Linked DNA regions of Mus musculus: all the other regions are linked to region 2. Evidence: chromatin contacts called from public promoter capture Hi-C and targeted proximity ligation data. All regions are on one chromosome and are shown on one strand. The core of a region is the stretch at or near the end of the contact, and the rest is flanking DNA. Distances in the headings are between cores, read along the strand shown.

What was found. Promoter capture Hi-C pulls out the DNA fragments that hold promoters and counts their contacts.
Region 1: a contact with region 2 is called in a targeted proximity ligation map of bone marrow-derived macrophages, with 6 times the contacts expected there. A contact is called at or near these places in 1 of 130 datasets of targeted methods (bone marrow-derived macrophages) and 1 of 9 other capture datasets (pancreatic islet).
Region 3: a promoter capture Hi-C map of erythroid cells shows a contact between it and region 2, with 7 times the contacts expected there. A contact is called at or near these places in 2 of 39 promoter capture datasets (the SN4741 cell line and erythroid cells), 1 of 484 Hi-C or Micro-C datasets (neural progenitor cells) and 1 of 130 datasets of targeted methods (extraembryonic endoderm stem cells).

What each region holds. Positions count from the first base shown.
Region 1 is chr19:5,507,698-5,511,789 of GRCm38.p6, forward strand. Snx32 (sorting nexin 32) reads right to left here and starts at 2,820. Exons shown (of 13, transcript NM_001024560.3): 1 at 2,636-2,820. The coding sequence starts at 2,674. It also overlaps the pseudogene Gm31166.
Region 2 is chr19:4,791,644-4,795,503 of GRCm38.p6, forward strand. Rbm4 (RNA binding motif protein 4) reads right to left here and starts at 2,366. Exons shown (of 4, transcript NM_001290122.1): 1 at 2,173-2,366; 2 at 755-1,177. The coding sequence starts at 1,166. Gm21992 (predicted gene 21992) reads right to left here. Exons shown (of 3, transcript NR_157185.1): 2 at 2,173-2,366.
Region 3 is chr19:4,161,385-4,165,628 of GRCm38.p6, forward strand. It overlaps Rps6kb2 (ribosomal protein S6 kinase, polypeptide 2), which reads right to left and starts at 1,999. Exons shown (of 15, transcript NM_021485.3): 1 at 1,784-1,999; 2 at 1,438-1,478; 3 at 1,219-1,339; 4 at 876-944. The coding sequence starts at 1,861. Carns1 (carnosine synthase 1) reads right to left here. Exons shown (of 10, transcript NM_134148.2): 10 at 2,940-4,244. The coding sequence ends at 3,954.

The DNA.
Region 1 (4,092 bases), core at 1,570-4,069, 720 kb after region 2:
TTCTGGAGTGTCTGAAGACAGCTACAGTGTACTTACATATAATAAATAAATAAATAAATCAAAAAAAATAATAAACCAAGTTGTGGCACATGTCTTTAATCCTAGCACTCAGGAGGCAGAGACAGGAGGATGAATTTCTGAGTTCTAAGTCATCCTGGTCTACATATCGAGTTTCAGGACAGCCAGGGCTACACAGAGAAACCCTGTCTCAATAAACGTAGTAGCAGTAGTAACAATAATAATAATAATAATAATAATGGTAATAATAATAATGGACCTAATAGTGATAATAATGGACCCAATGTCTTCTTAAGCAAGTTTAGCCCAAATAGATTAGGTAATTTTCAGGGCTTAGACCAATGCCGTGAAACAACTGTAACTTTATCAAGTATGAAGCAAGCATTTGCTGACTTGCTTATAGGAACTGAATGTGCGGTGGGAAACCTCTCCAAGTTATCTCTAAATGTAGATGTGCCCGAGCTAAATACCTTGAGGCAGGCAAGGCAAGATCTCTCTTTTTTTTTATTGTTTTTGTTTGTGTGCATATGTGTGCGGGCACAAGTGTGTCATGGTAGTATATGGAGACCAGAGGACAACTGGTAGGAGTCTCTCCTTCTATCATGTTGGTCTTGGGATCAAACTTAGGTTGTCAGGCTTGGTGGCAAGGCCTTGACCCAAAGAGCCATCTCACTGGCCAGAAATATCTTTTCTAGTTTCTTTGAGTTGACACATTTGTACATATTTTTAGGTACAGTGATGATAATTTGGAATATGCATATAATAGAAACAGTCAGATCAGGGGATTACCATCTCCTCCTCCTCCTCTCCCCCCCCCCCCACTCCTTCTTTTCTGAGACAGGATTTCTCTGTATAGCCCTGGCATCAGAGCCCCAGTAGCTGGAGCTACAGGCAGTTCAGAGATTCCTAATTTGGGTGCTGAGAACCAAACTCAGGTCCTTTACAAGAGTCGCAAGAGCACCTAAGGACTGGGCAATCTCTCCAGCTTTGCCTTTGAAATTGAAAGATCTTTTGTGAAGGCAGTATTTAATCTAGAGAATGAATATTAAAAAGAATTTTCAGAAAATATTGCCTGTACAAATCTGGGCACATTCATCAGTTTAATAATTCAACTTTCAGAACGCATTCTCAGTACCCACTCAGGAATAGCACCCACAACAATACCAGTAGGTAATATTTATATTTGGCCTTATAATATATTAGGCATTGTTCTAATAAATAAATTTATGGGGCTGGAGAGATGGCTCAGAGGTTAAGAGCACTGACTGCTCTTCCAGAGGTCCTGAGTTCAAATCCCAGCAACGCCATGGTGGCTCACAACCATCCATAATGAGAACTGATGCCCTCTTCAGGTGTGTCTGAAGACAGCTACAGTGCACTTACATATAATAATAAATAAATCTTTGGATCAGAGCGAGTGAGGCCGGAGCAAGCGGGGCCAGAGTGAGCAGAAGTCCTGAGTTCAATTCCCAGAAACCACATGATGCCTCACAACCACAAGTACAGCTACAGTATACTTATAAACATAAAATAAATAAATCTTTTAAAAAATAAATTTATGTATTTATGACAAACTCTCACACTGTAGTTCCAGCAGGCCTTAAACTCGTGGTTATCCTCCTGCCCCACCCTCATAAGTGCTGGGATTATATCTGGCTTCTAATCACTTTATAAACATGTTCTAAGCATACACACACACACACACACACACACACACACACACGGCATATGTACATATATACATCCTTTTACTATTGAGACAGGATCTCACTATATAGCCCTGGCTTGCCTATAACACTCTATGTAGACCAAGCTGGCCTTGAACTCATAAAGGTCTTCCTGTTTCTGCCTCTGCTTCTACCGCTGAAATTCCAGGATTAAAGGTGTGTCTCACCATGCCTGGCTATTTATATACATTTCTATATGAACATGTATAAACAGAAAGCCATGGCCAGCCCTCCAAATTCCATTTGAATCCCAAATGCCACTTCTTGGATTGTGTGACACTACCAAGGCAGGCTTTCTGCCCTCACTCCCCCCCTTCAAACACAGGCAGACTAGCTCTTTGCTGCAGCAGGACCCCTTGTCCTTGGTTTTCTTCTTGATGTCTATCTCTACTCTCACCCACTCTGCTTGACAGAGATGTGACTTTCAGAACACAGCACAGCAGCTCCATCCCCTATCTCTGTCCCAGCTCACTACACTCCTACCTCAAGTGAGAGTTGATGCAATCCAAAACAATGAAGCTCCCCAATAACTGCTGACTGAGGCTGAGAGGAATAAACGAAGAATGGATGGATGGTCTTACAAATATATAGGCACGAATACACAGGTGAGCCTGTAAACTCAACAGGACTCTCTCACCCTTCTCAGTCGCTTGCAGACTGCCTTGTTCTCCCCCATCACGACAGTACTGAGTTGATTTGGGGGAGGGGGCAGAGGCGGGATTCCATCTATGCAGGCTGGGACAAAAATCCTGATTATCTTTGCATCCTCAACCTGGCCCTATGCAGGGGCCTTAGAAGCGCCGCATTCCCGTGCTCAGATCTCTCTCCCTGCTTGGTATGGTATGATGAAGTGAGGTGGAGTAGGAAGACGTTTTATTTCCTTCCTTTACCTTACTCTCATTTCCAGCTTCCTGATGTTGCTCCTCCATGGTGCTCCTTAGCTGGGATATACAGGAATCCTACGACAAGCCACGGCCTGCGCGTTCCAAGAGCTTGGGTGAGGGAACCTTGTAGGGATGCTATCAGCTGACATTGACACTAGCTGCGGCCTCCCTGGGTGGGTCCCATTGCCCACAGCTGCTCCTTCTGATTAGACAGCAGTTTTACCACATGAGCCTCTATTGGCTTTGAGGCCTATCAATCTTACGTGGGCATTTAAGCGGCACCAGAAAGCCGGACCAGGATAGGCCAGGGCCTGAGGGTAGAGGTCACGTGTCAGTCCCGCAGGTGGACCCCTACGAATCCGGCCGTTCCGGGACCCGCCTTCTTCTAACGGGCACGAGCAGAGGCGCACATGCGCACTAGGGCAGCTTGGCGCCACCAGGCGGTGGGCGGGGCGGGGAGTCCGGAGGGGGGGCGAGGGTTGGGAGGGAGGTTTGGGTAGGGAGGAATGGGGAACTCGAGTGGGTCAGGGGGTCTAGGGACGAGGGCAGGCTGCAATGTCTGTGGAGAAAGCGCTTCCGTTCCAGTTTTCACACCCGGGCCAGAAAGTACGGAGTAAGCAGCTTAAGGAGCCGCGGGGACGCAATAAGGCCCGGATACCCCGCGCCCATATTCTTCGGGGGGACCAAAGGAAATCGCCACCGAAGTCACACTGCAAGAAGGCGCAAGTGAGAGAGAAAGAGAAGGTGTGGGTACCCTGGAATGGACTCATCGTGATTGGGAAGAGAGTGGAACTCTTGGACAGAAACGTGCAAAAGTCTAACCCAAAGTTGGAATCTGAGGACTGGAAGCTGGAGGGCACCGGGAAGAAGTTCTCAAGAGAGAAATCGGGCCTGCAACAGGAGGCAGTGGTCGCGAAGCTCCTGAGCAGTGTAAGAAGGGCGGTGCAGGCTCGAGCAAGTTTGGAGTATGACAGCCCAGAGATTTGGAGAGAGTTGGAGGATAGACTCAAAGCTGGTGTAACTACGAGTGCAGAGATGACTGCAGAGCGTGGGGAAAACTTGAAATCTAGGGACAGGTTGAGGACCACTGGAGGGGACTTGAGGTCCAGAGGGGATCAGCTGAGGCCGAATGAGGAACTGGAGTCTAGTGGAGAGAACTTGAAAAAACGGGTACCCATTGGAGACAAGGTGGTAGGCAGGGGAGAGAAGCGGAGGTCTTCTGCTGAAAAAATGGACAGTAGGGAGAGGCGGGGGTCTGTTGTAGAGAAAATGGACAGTAGAGAGAGGCGGGGGTCTGTTGTAGAGAAAATGGACAGTAGAGAGAGGCGGGGGTCTGTTGTAGAGAAAATGGACAGTAGAGAGAGGCGGGGGTCTATCAGAGAGAAGACGGACAGTGAAGAGAAGCGGGGATCCATTAGAGAGAAGGCGACAGAGAGTAGACAGAGGCGGGGGTCCATCAGAGA
Region 2 (3,860 bases), core at 1,116-3,615:
CCAAATCCCAATGCCTCCTCCCTAAATTCTTAAAAAATTACAAAAATAAATAAAAAGAAATCAATCTTCTAAGTGGTTTTTCAAATATAACTCCTTGGCACAAAAGTAGAACAAAATTAAATAGAGCTACAACTTTTGAAGCTCATTATTTGTACTGAAAAAGAACTGAGACAAGAGGGTAAGTTCAACCCAGAATTCTGTCCCTATAAGTGTCCTTTTCTTCTGATCTCCCTCTATCAAGTGCAACACAACAGTGATCCTGTGCTGTGCTGAGCCAATAAAAGCCAGAGGCAAGCACTTTGCAATGGGCGACGGTGGGGGCTGGGGGCTGGGGCCCAGCAGGTGAAGTCTTCAGAGAAAGGACTTCAAAACAGGCTCAAAGCCTTAAAGGGCTCAACATAAAAGCCAAGCTCTTTTCCCCCCTCTAGACCATCATTCTCCATTTTATGAAATTTATTGCACATATTTTGCATTGTTTCTGAAAGCTTCACAAAAAAGAGGGTCAGTGGACTATTCCACAAGTAAAAGAAGCCCTTGTCACCTAACTACCTGAGTTCCATCCACGGGACCCACATGGTAGGAGAGAACATGAAAACACACACACACACACACACACACACACACAAAAGCTTTTGTTCAAGTGTATCACTGATCCTTCATCAGCCAGCAAAATCCTTCCATCCCAATGCCTTCCTTTTCTCAACCAATTCATTCCTAACAGCCTTGTACTGAGCACTCCAAAAGAGTGATTCACCTTGAAACTCTGTGTTGTCGAGGCCCCTGATGGCCTCCACCGCATCCTCTGCCCGCTCCATGTGTACAAAGGCATAATCTTTCACGATGTCACATTCGATGACTGGGCCGTACTCCTCAAACTTGGCCCGAAGCTCTTGGTTGGTACAAGTGGGGCTGATGTTGCCCACGTGTAACTTGGTTGAAGCTTTGCTCTTATTCTTGCTGGCTTCCACATTGATGTTCACTCCGTGCAGCTTGTAGTGGTGCAGGTTGCGTATGGCATCCTCAGCGGCCGTCTTGTCCTCTATGTGCACAAAGCCATAATTCTTAATGATGTCACATTCCAGCACCTTCCCGTACTGCTCGAAGAGTGAGCGGATCTCCTGCTCTGTGGCCTCCCGGGGCAGATTTCCAATGAACAGCTTCACCATCTCCACACAGCCTGCAAGTAGAGAAACAAGATTTTTAGGAGAAGACCTCAAGTCCATAGCAACTGTTAAAAAAAGGGAAAAAAAAAATCAAATAAATAAATGGCTCCCATCATCTCCTTTCACTTTAGCACATAGTCCCAAAAGTTTTCTCCTACAGGCATGCTCTTACATCTCCAATCAGTAACAAATGTGGAGTTCAACAAGAGCCTGCTTCTATTTCTCACAAGAAGTTCTATAAAGAGGAAAAATGTAACAAGGCAGACTTTTGTAGACAAAGGGGATTTTGCGGTGTGGCTCCAACCTACAGCACGGTACATTATAGGCAAGTATTCCGCCACTGAGTTACACTTCCCCTGCCCCAGACAAAGGAATAACGCTCTAAGTTTTCAGCATAAATAAAAAAAATGCTACAGGTACTGAGAGCTACTCACTTTGACATTTGAAAACAAGATTCTAACTACTAGACTTGCTAATTATAATTACTTCAAATTAGCTCTTCCTCTCTTAGCAACCATTTCCGGAAAAGTGGGAATTTCACTCGGAGTAGTGAGTTCCGGGATCAACCAGATAAAAAGCAGGGAAATATAGAAAATGCCCGAGTAGGAGGAGTCCTCTGGGGTGGGGGTGGGGGTGGGGCATGTCATTACAGGCTCCTACAGAAGAACTGGTCAAAGACTGGTGCTACAGTTTGGTGAGGAAGCCAACAATGCCCAGGGCATGACAGATTCTCCAGCCTAAATCTAAGATTTATCTAGGTGGAAACCCCAAAGAAGATTGAGCAAAGCAGAGGGTAAGGTGGACAAAAGAAAGCTATTCCGGGAGTAGAGAACGAGGACTTGGAGGAAGGTTGTTTCAGGCTTACCGCACTAAGTCGAGGACCGATGTCGGCTCTCAGGGACGGGTGCGCAGACCGCAACCCCACTATGCCAACCCTGACACCCACCGGAGTCAGGTAAGTTTTTTTAACAGAGAAAAGAACACAGTGGAAGAACGTGGAGTATCTCACCGCATGGATACCTGCAGGTCCTCCTCCTTGCAGCGCGGACGGTTCTGACAAAACGCTAAAATGGCGGCGGCCACAGCAGTGACTCTGGGTAGAAAGAGGGGTGAACCTACCCACCGGATTGGCCGTTCGGTAAAGTAAAAGGCTGGCGTTCCCGGAGATCCTCTTCCTGATTGGTTACCCGGAACGCCAATTACCTGAGAGGCCAGGAAGAGGTGGAAACGTCAGTAACCTGGACCTTTTATATGAAAGCCAATGAGCACCCAGCCTAGTGAAACTGAAGCCACTGATTGGGCAAGAGGTCCATCTGAAGGTGGAGCTAGAAACGCGGAATTCTTCAAAGCGCGGCCAGCCATTAGGCAGAATGAACAAGGTGCCGTGCGTCAGTGGGGCAACCTGTAGCTTCGTGGCTCCCAACTTTGTTAAGCTTTCACATTTTGTCACTTACACGTGCACATCCTGACAAAATTCAAGTTCTGTCACCACAATTCCGCACCGGTCCCTAGCTGAGCGTCACCACGCCCCGCAACGTGGATATTGCATCAGTCAACCTACCCAGACCTCCCGGCGATAGCCAAGCTCCCGCCCCTACTTAAAAAGCAACCCCCACTTTCCAATGTAGTCCTTCTGAGTCTCAAGTTACCAAAATTATAAGTATCTTTATGTAATTTTAAAACTCTAAAACAGTCAGTGGATCCAGCTTCGATAACAGTTCAATGGCCCAGACAATAGGGTGGTCAGAGACGTAGGAGACACAGGGGTTAAGGTTCCCTTTAGGAAACAGCCTCCCACCTCCCCAAAAGGTGTGAAAAACAGAGATTGAAAATCGACACCCCATCCCACCCCAACTTCACCCCGCCAAGAGAAGAAACAAAAAACAAAACAAAAAACGGGAACAGCAATTTTTGATTTTGTTTGGTTTTATTGGGCTCCATTAGCCAAAACTAAGTTTAAATTCCCTAAAACTGACCTTGGAAAAAAGGCTTGTGACAATCAGCTGTAAACAAGTACAAACGAACATTCTTCACAGGGTCCAAATTCCCTCATCACATTTTTCTCACCCACTGGCTGCTTCACATAATCCCATACTCATTGAGCAAGCAACTTTAGTCATGACCCTCTGCAACGCAGCTTCTTAAGATGGAGATAACCGGGAAAGGTGCTGAATGGAGAACTTAAAGGTGAACAGGCAGAAAGCAGGGGGAACTTCATGAGAACAGGATGATTGGGAGTAAAATAACAAATAGAGCATACTACCTCCCAAAACTGCCACAAAAGAAAGAAAAAGTCAAACAAAAGGCAGAGACAGAAAATAAGCTACTGGATTCTATAGCAGAAAATTAGTCTATAATTTAAGGCTAGGAAATAGGCCCCTTAAAAAGTAACAATATGACATTAAATATGGCCATGGCTTCATTCTGCAGCACCTGAGACTGAGTAAAAGCCACCTGAGATCTGTAATACAAGTTCTGCTGTCCTGCACAGGCCCTTTCAGAGGGGATCTAAAATGCACAGCCACATCTCAATATGCACCCAGAAATGCATAGGGTATAGAAATCATTTTCTCTCAGTTTAATCATCTTTCTTATGCCAAAATTCCTGGAGGTTGGGGTTACAGTAGCAAACAAGACCAATTCACTCCACTAAACTGGACTGGCTCCCGGTCTGAAGGGGAAGAGCCTGCTAACAAG
Region 3 (4,244 bases), core at 749-3,248, 630 kb before region 2:
TTGGGTATGTAAGTGTCTAGATGCTAGGTCTGTGCAGTGATATCATCCTGACAGTAACCAACCCATAGAGTCGGGGTACCAAGGGTGGAACAGTATCACAAAGAGCCCCCTTTCTAGAAGCTTCTCCAGTCTGCCCTCCACAAGATCTGATCATGACAAAGACAATGGGAGGACTGGGCACTGGACTCAGAGGTTCAAAGTGTGAACTATGAAAGCATAAAGATCTGAGTTCAAATCTTCAGTAGCAATATAAAAAGCCAACGATGGCTGTGCGTGCCTGTGCCCTGTGGGAGGGGCACAGAAGCACCACTGGGTCTCCAGCCCAGCTTCAGTGAGACCTTGTCTCCTGAGAGGAAGTGACTTAAAAACAGTAAACTTTTCCGGAACCGGTTTATCCTCTCAGTCTCTCACCCTTGATACTTTCTTGTGTTCTTTGAGACAAGGTATCATTATGTAGCCCCTGGTGTGCTGGCCTACCACCACTCAGATCCTCCGGCTTTACCCATTCAAGTCCTGAGACTACACAGTATCCTACCAAGTTCAGCTCAACTTGACCCTGCTGACACACTGAGCCACACAATTCTTTGTCGTGGGTTCCTGTTGCGCTGCATCCTGGGCTTCTATTCACAGAATGCCAACAGTACTGCCTGTCCTCATGAGTCCTGACAATCAAAGCTTGCCATATGTGCCCTAGCAGGCCAGCTTCTTCCATCCAAGAATTACTCCAAAATCGTATGTATGACAATAGATGCTAAGTCAGCAAGTGTCAAGATAAGGACTGTCTTTATCATGTTTCCGGCTGTCTTCCCGAGACCTGGCACAGGCTGATGGGGATGGCAGCTACTCTGTCTCTGCTGGCTAAGCGAGTGACTCACCTTCCTTAAGACCTTCATGGCATATATTTTTCCCAAGTTGGTGCCTTGCACTTTTCTCACCTGGAACACCTGTAGGGCAGGGGAGACAGGATTAACTTCTCTGACCACACCCCACCTTCAAGGTTGCCCCACCCTAAAGGGACCAAAAGGTCTAAACTCAGCTTAAGGGTGGAACAGTAAAGATCTCCATCAGATTTTGAAAGGATATGCCCTTCCTTCCCCCAGGTCTCCAGCTCTGAATTCCATCAGAGACTCCGTACATTTACAAGCCTATTGGGTGTGAAGGATAGTATGCTGTCTCAGGCTAGAGCTGAGGTCGCCAGGGAGAGAGGGATGTTAGTACCTTGCCATAGCCCCCCTTGCCCAGTACACTCAGTAGCTCAAAGCAGTGGGGCCCGATGCGCTCAGGACCCAGGTTCACGCTGCTCTCTGTCAGCTCTACTTCTTCATAGTGTCCCACTGTCCTAAAGACAGAATAAGTTAATGAGGGAAAGGCTCTAGTGTACTCCAAGTCCCGACCCCTACTCCATACCCCCACCCCCCAAGCAAGACCCTCACTCACTCCAGGCCAGCAGCCCTTAATTCGCCAAGGGGACACACGTCCTGTGAGAAACCAAGTAATAAGAACCATGGGAGGTGCCAGAATACCTCCTCCCAACCTAGGCTCAACTGCTTGGCCCAGGGGAGAGGACCAAGGATAGAAGACAGGAGCAGGGATGGGGAAAGGTTGGGAAGGAGAGACCAAGGATAGAAAAGGAAAGATTGGGTCCAGGGGCTGGGGCTGGGGTTGGGGTTGGGGCTGGATCTGGGTTTGTAGGGGTCACAAACCACTCAGAGTTGGGAGCGCCAGGGTTTTGGTTAACCAGCCGGGCTCCCGGGTCCAGTCGCGCCCGGAGAGAAACACTCACCGCAGGGCTGAACTCCGGTTCGCCCTCGCCCTCGCTCCCTTCCTCGGTCTCCAAGTCTAAATCAAATACGGCCGCCATGGCCCCGCCGGTCCCGCGGGACCCTTGGCCCGGACCAGGCAGAACTCTGACTGACAGCACCGGGCTGTGCCTACGTCATTTCTCCGCGACAGCAGCCGCTCGCTCTGTTGACGCAATAGCTTCACCCACTCTCAAGTCGAGTGGGAAGAAAAGATGGCGCCTGTCGGAAAGCCTCTCGGGAGTCGTAGTTCCAGACATCTGGACCTCCCATCCTGCAAGCCTTATGAATAGAATAGGCTTTACTAGACCATCTTCCTTGTCGGTTTCTCCTGGGCCAGCTCTCGCCCCGAGCCGCGCGCACAGAGGCTCCCATTTTGACTCTGGAGCAAGTTCAAGATTTAATGGGCAGAATTACAGATGCATGAACGTTTAAGTGGCAACTCCTCAGCCCTTCTTAGTGCTGTGAGCTGCCCAGAAAGAAAACTTGTGTCTGTTCGGTTGTATTAGGGGACAGTAAGCTGTATTAGGGACACTCCATACAACCTCCCTGAAGCTCACAGACCCTGCAGGTCTGACATTTTCTGGGCGACTGCCTGGGCTTTGTTTCAAGGCTCCCTTTCTGAAGGGCTCAACACACCTAAATATGGACTTTTGCTAATGTATGCATACCGAGTATTTGAGCTGCCTAGTTCAGAATAGATATTTTAATAGAATATAGTTGAAAGGATGGATGAGAACTGGCGAGATGGTTCAGCGGGTAAAATCACTTGCCATACAAATGGCAAGTGACTGCTGGGGTTCGATCCCAAACGAAGCCTGTCCATTTCTATTGGAGTCTGTCTGGATAGCTTTTCCATTGCACACGGGATGCCCACTGAGGTATAGGATATGAACTCAGATGAACAAAATTTAGGGGTATCCAGGTCTGCAGAGGGATTACTGCCTGAATATGATTTAGGATTATAATTCAAGAAAAAAAAATCTCAAACATACATGTAGATATAAGGTAAGCCCGTAGCAAAGGTCAACCCTGGGGCCCAGCCAATGGGGTGCTTTCTACCTCTCCCTCCCACTTCCCAGCTCCCCACCTACTGAACCTGGGAGGGGAGCACTAGCTAAAACACTGGACTCCGGATACTTCACTAGTTAACAAGTCTTTATTTAGGTAGGCAGGTTTCAGGAGCTGTCCTCGGCTCCTGAGCAAAGACAGGTGTTTTCAGAGTAGCTAGCTCCCTAAAATGAGGAAAGGTGTACACAGAAGTCCCAGGGCCAAGCTAGCTAGGAATGCCAGAGGCCAAAGCAACAAAGCTGGTAGAGATCGTGTGTGGTGTATGGGAGGCAGGTGTTTAGGAGTCTGAGTGCTGCCTATAAATGAAGATAGAAAGGAGAGAGGACCTGGAGGCTAACTGAGCGTTTAAAACAGTAAACAGAGAAGGTTGGCCTTGGCATTCTGTCTACATCCACTATAATAGGAACTTGGAGGCAGTCTTTTTTTTTTTTTCTCTCTCTGAGCCTGCTTCCTCATCTGTAACATAGGGGCACTAGGGTCTGCCTGAAAGCATGAAGGGAAATGTTTACTCCTAGTGCTGAGCACAGACATTTGCTTCTACTGCTCAGGCCAACAGACACAGTGAAGCACGGCCAGACATTTTCAGCAGGCTCTACAACTGTCCTGGGTTTTGCATAAAGGCTAGTGTGCTAATCTCCCATTTCATGGCCTTTGTCCAAGGCTAGGGGCTGGTGAAGGTTCTCTCCTTGTGTAGGTGACAGGAAGAGCTGGACCTAGGCGGTGGAGGGGTAAGAGAGGAGGAGCCTGGGTTTCACCCACCCCCATCTGGGCTGGGCACTGATGTGCCAGTGAAGAAGCTGCTATTTGTTAGTTCTTTAAAGGCTGGAGTCCTGGGGGTACCTGGGGCTAGATGGAGGCTTTCTGGAAGGCAAGAGGACCCAGCAAATTCCAGATACTTGTTTTATGGTCCTTGAATCCAGAAGACTTTGGTGTCACAATGGCTCTACTGTTCTGGAATAGGCCTGAGTTGTGGTAGCATGCTGACCCTGGGTTGGGGCAAAGTGACAGAGAGAGGGACAGGGAAATATAGCCCCACGGCCCCTCCTCCTGGCACTGCATCCCTGCTGCTCCTTGACCCCAGTGCTATTTGAAATGAGACAGGAAATGGGCAACAGGGTAGTTGGGCCTGTCAATGCCCAAGCCCTGACAGATGCCTAGCAGGCGGTGACAGGCCTCAGCAGGGCTGGGCCCAGCACAGGCCACATTGCAGTAGGGCTCCTCATACTGGCCAGGTATCAGGGCCTCCTCCAGCAGGTTGAGTCGTAATTGCCCCTGGTCATGGAGGGTTTGCAGAGTCTCTCTACTGCTCGGGGAACTCAGCAGCTGTAGGTGCTGGGACACCAGGCACATGATGCCCACTAGGTAGCCACGGGC